Linked DNA regions of Gossypium hirsutum: region 1 is linked to region 2. Evidence: chromatin contacts called from public Hi-C data. All regions are on one chromosome and are shown on one strand. Each heading gives the region's core, a stretch centred on a gene start, on an enhancer-like site or on the middle of the called end of the contact. The rest is flanking DNA. Distances are from core to core; before and after follow the strand shown. Region 1 holds the start of LOC121220375 (transcription factor BHLH089). Region 2 holds the start of LOC107886632 (probable inactive receptor kinase At1g27190).

Region 1 (2,700 bases), core at 52-2,551, 130 kb after region 2:
TATACACAAAACATTGAATAAACAAATATAGAGTTGGTAGCAAGACAGTTTACAAAATTTTCATTGCTATATACCTTATTGCAACCAGGGACCAGATCCTGAAGAATTTTCATTCTTTCACTAATCTTTTCTCTCCTCGCCTGTCCATCAAACTATTCGGATCAGTGAAACATATTCAAATCTTCATGTACGTCAGATTCTATGAATTTTGTTCAACCAAAACGCCAAAAACTGCATAATGATGGTAAAAAATAGTAGGCGATAACAAAATATTAAAGGGTTAGATATATAAGTTTCACAATCAAAGACATGTCCTTTGTATCAAATTTCGGTTTTTATACATTGCAAGGATTTCAACAATCATAAAGCAAGTTACCCTTTCTGCTAAACTGTGACTATCAGTAGCTTGACCCCTTCTAGCTCGCACATGGATGTAGTCTTGTTTAGGTGGCTCTGGTGGTTTAGCTTTTTGTTCCACTGGCTTGCCTGAACTGGGTTCTGCTGCTTCAACTTTAGAATCATCATTCTCCTCTCTGCATCCTGATGCTTTAAGTCTCTTTCCATCACCAAAACTCTGCCCAAATTATTAAAAAAACTGCCCTATTAATTCCAATCATTTCCTTTCAATACTTGAAAGATAAATGTCAAGCAAAATAAAAAGGTGCCCATCTGAAATAGTGCAAGTGAGGATCACAAAATCCAATTAATGAAAGAAGTAAAATGAAAATGAATACCACGCCATTGCCACTACTGGTGGAGACAACCTTAGCTGCCTCATCTTCTCCATCACGCCTTCTCCTCATACCACCCGATACCTCTGGATTGGGGTGGTCGTAATGAGGCGGCGGCACATTCCCAAACTGACCCCTCCTTAACCCAGATTCACTCACGGGATACTGCCAGATCTCTGCTAGATTGTACCCCCCATCGCTCATCATAGCTGGTGGATCCATCACCCAGCAAAAAGATAAAGTTTGCTTAAATTATTAGCGAAGAAAGATGATGGGTTTTATTGCTTGTTGTCTCTAATGTGTTTGATCTCATTACCGAACTGTGTATCTATGATGGTTTAGAAAGAGACCTCGAGAGTTGCGAACTTAAGTAACTTCCAGTGAGGTTTACAGGGAGGATTCTTTTTTATGCTTCCACAACCCCTTATCTCTCTCTCTCCTTCGCTTCTCCACCATCCGATTCCACTTTTAAATCCACCGTATCACTTGATTAGTAGTAATTGGGAAATTAAGCTGATGTGATTAATGATTAGAAAAACAATGATTAAGTGTCAATTTGTTAGAAAGTTTATGAGTATGAATTTTGGGAATCTTTAGCTATTTATTTTCTTGTCATTGCCGTGTTTAGGTATTAAGTACCTACTCATCGCCATTTCCCTTCCAGTTTTCTTTCTTTTTAAACAATAACCCTAAATTAGCTTCTCAACTATAAAAGTAGATTCATTTAATGAAGAAATAAAATCTCAATTTTAACTGTTCTTGTGTTTTGAAATGATTTAAAATAACCAAATTTCAACCATATTATTTTTATATATTATACCATAATAAATTAAATATATTATAATATAAATATTTAAAAATATGTTAAATTGTTTATATTTAAAATTTTAATAAATTGATAATAAAAGGTATGTATATTTATTAAAATATGATATATTTATTTGTTAAGTTTTTTGTACAAATTTTGCAAGACGATTAGAAAAATTATGATTAAAATTTTATAATACAAAAGAGGGAGGAATTATATTCAATTTTTAAGTTTTGTGTAAAATTATATTATGAGATATATAAATTAAGATCAAAGATATAATTTTTATACTTATGTTATTAACTACAAATATTATTATTATTTATATTTTTAAAAGTTTAATAAAATTCTATATTTTTTAAAATTTAAATCAATTTATCAAAATCGTGAAAATTTTGCATGCTAATTTTAGTATAATAAATGTTTTTTTTTTTTGAGGAAAAGACAATAGTTATCATACTTATCTGAAAAAAAAATTAAATTTAGTATCAACACAATATCATATAATATTAACCACATTAAGAATACTAAATATATGTAACATGACGCATATATATGTGTGTGTAAGTTCACCTCGTTATTGTTGGATTGTTATGAAGTAAAGAAGGCCGAGTAAGATTGGTGTCGTGGAATAGTCAAAATATCTAGAAACATAAATCATCATTGAAGTTATTTACGGTTCTTCTCATTTTCCAAGCCTTCAACTATCAATTCCTATTTTGGTTGGTACCTCCAGCAAAAGATACTACCCATAGATTCCTTTTCCTTTTTCCCTTACAATCCAAGAGTTCAAACTTTCTTTGGCCGAATTTTCACTACCACCGGTTCAATAGTTGCACAACTCTTAAACATCATCTCTTATCGTCCTATGTAACTTTTAACCCATTGAATTTAGGGAACACCCCTCTAAACTTTGAACATTAAAAATAAAAATAAAAAACTTTCCATTTCTTGTTTTTGAAAAGTCAAAAAGTATTTTTTTCATGTGTCGTAAAAAAAACATAAAAGAATTCTGTCAAGGTTAAAAAATTATGAATAAGAGTATGTTAAAGTATTTATAATTGATTCAAACTTTAATTTTCAGAAATTTAAACCAATATTTATCTCATTAATTATTATTTTAAATCTCTAAACTTATCAATTTTATTTCAAATTTGTTTA
Region 2 (2,700 bases), core at 140-2,639:
ATCCATGTTTGAAATTTATAATTGCTTTTAGTAATAATGTGGTTTCTACGGGCTATTCATAAGTTATTACATAGGAATTAGAAGGTTCGTATCCGTCATACTTCAAAAGTGCACAATAAAGTTACAGATTTTATGACCAAACATGATGCTATAATATTCACAAGTATCAAAGTGTTCTTCACACATCCTCAAATTATGCGTAGTTTAATTCAAAAAGATACATTAAACTTTTAATTTTATATTTTTTTATTGTAATTGTTTAGTGTTGTTGTTGTTTTTTTTTTCATTTATAGCAGTATAGATATATAAAATCAATAATATATAAAATATAAAATATAGTAAAAAGATACGTGTAGGCTAATTTGGCAGCACATTGCCATAACACTGATTCCATTTTGGAGAGTGGGTTGACTATAGAAAGAAACATTGTTTTGATTAAATATGGTGGATTTCAACGTCCAAACTTTACACCATTAATTGCATTGCCACTTTTACTACTTCATTCCATTTAATCCAATCAATTGTGAAAGAGCACCCACTGACTTACATGGAGTTTTATGATTTTTCATCCTTTTTTAATAAAAAGAGGCTTTTACGCCAAGGGATTCTCCCATCATATCATACGTTTTTCGGTTGTCTATGTTCGTCTTTCTTAGTGCTACAAACGACATTCGGTCCCATTATATATAATCAATTAAACCAAACTTATTAGTTGATTGATTTAATAGTAATTAATCGGAAAGGCTAGAAAATATTAATATACTAACAATCTGTGACTTTGACGGCCTCCATGGGATTTACCCAACACTGGGCCTCTTAATTACTAAATGGACTCAGCCCAACCTTTATTTATAGCAATAATCAACTTTTTTATTTTTTATCATTAAAAGGGAGGCAATTTATTTTTTAAAATTAGTGTGTATTGGAATTTAATTTTTTAAATTTTTTAATTTCAAAATTCTGATTAAACTATTAAATTTTTTAATTTTTTATTAAAATAATTTTTAATTACATAATTACTAAATAAATAATTTTTTTAATTCAAAATGTCACAATAAAAAAATCTAATAAAAAAGTTGACGATATTAACAGTTAAATTTAAACTTTAAAATTTAAAAAATAAAGAGCTAAATACAGGAGCCAGGAGGTATATACGCGCATTTTAACCCCCAAAAAGAAAAAAAGAAAAAAAAAGGGAAAACCGTTTCCCGTTATTCAAGACGTTGAAACTTACAACACAATGATAATATAACGTTACAAAGAGCAGAGGACCGAAAGTTATTATTAAAGAAAAAGAGATAGGGTTATGGGCCCACAATTGACCCAAAACTCGGCAGCATGTTATTTGTCTCAGAATAAGACCCCATCCCTCTCAATCACCTTCGCATTTACAAAACAAATCTTGATGTTGATCTACTTCCCCATGCAATACGGTGCCGCTTTATAGCTAAATCTAAATCTATATACAAAAGTCTTAAGTTTCATTATAATTAATTTATAAGACAACAAGAAAAAGGCTACTAAAATAGGAAAAGACAAAGTCGAACATGAAAATTTCAACTGGCAGTCAAAAAAGCTAAAACAACAACAGCAGCAGCAGCAGCTGCTGAGCTGAGTTGAGCTTAGCTACTCCTTTCTTTTCCCCTTTTTTTCCTCTCTTTCTCTTTGTCTCCAAACAGTCAAATGTCAGCTGCCTATTTCCCTCATCTTCCTCTTCCTCTTCCTCCATTTTGTTTCCTCTTCTAACCGTCATCTCTCACCTCTTTTAACAAGGGAAAACAGAAACCCTAACTCTAACGCAGAGCATCAAGCGGCGCCGGCAGCTCAGCCATGAAGAAGAACATTCTCATTTTGGCGACATCCTTGCTTTTGCTCTTTAATTTCTTGCTCTCTTTCGCCATCGAAGATGACATCGCCTGTCTTGAAGGACTGAAAAAATCCCTTACCGGCGCCGACTCCCCTCTTTCGACCTGGAGCTTCAGCAACCGCTCATCCACCTCCGTTTGCCAGCTCACCGGCGTTTCGTGCTGGAATGAGAAGGAAAACCGAATCATTAGCCTCCACCTCCCTTCCATGAAGCTGTCGGGTCAGCTACCGGACTCTTTGAAGTACTGTCGGAGCCTCCAGATTCTAGATCTTTCTAACAACTCTCTCTCCGGTCCCATTCCTAGCGATATATGCTCTTGGCTTCCTTACCTCGTTCATCTCGATCTCTCTGGTAACCTTTTCTCTGGTTCCATCCCTCTTCAGATTGTCGACTGTAAGTTCCTAAACGACCTCGTTTTATCCGATAACAAATTGTCTGGTTCGATCCCTTACGAGCTAGCTCGGTTGGACCGCCTTAAACGGTTTTCCGTTGCCGGTAACGACTTGTCTGGCTCCATCCCCTCAGATCTAGCCAGATTCGGGGAAGATGGTTTTGATGGTAACCATGGACTTTGTGGGAAACCCTTATCAAAATGCGGTGGATTGAACGCTAAAAATCTGGGAATTATCATAATAGCTGGTGTGACTGGCGCCGCAGTTTCGTTAATCGTCGGTTTCGCCATTTGGTGGTGGTTCTTTCTCCGAGCCGGCGCAGGCGAAAAAAGAAAGAAAAGTTACGATGTGGAGGGCAAAGATGGTAGTAGTTGGATTGAACTGCTGAAATCTCATAACCTTGTTCAAGTATCGTTATTCCAAAAGCCAATAAACAAGATT

What was found. A called contact is a pair of places that touch in the nucleus more often than the background predicts.
Region 1: a Hi-C map of leaf shows a contact between it and region 2, with 1.8 times the contacts expected there. The contact joins the promoter of LOC121220375 here to the promoter of LOC107886632 in region 2. A contact is called at or near these places in 7 of 34 Hi-C or Micro-C datasets (leaf and petal).

Annotation. Positions count from the first base shown.
Region 1 is chrA03:101,704,512-101,707,211 of Gossypium_hirsutum_v2.1, forward strand. LOC121220375 (transcription factor BHLH089) reads right to left here and starts at 1,302. Exons shown (of 6, transcript XM_041100073.1): 1 at 735-1,302; 2 at 377-574; 3 at 75-140. The coding sequence starts at 953.
Region 2 is chrA03:101,569,767-101,572,466 of Gossypium_hirsutum_v2.1, forward strand. It overlaps LOC107886632 (probable inactive receptor kinase At1g27190), which reads left to right and starts at 1,390. Exons shown (of 1, transcript XM_016810656.2): 1 at 1,390-2,700. The coding sequence starts at 1,831.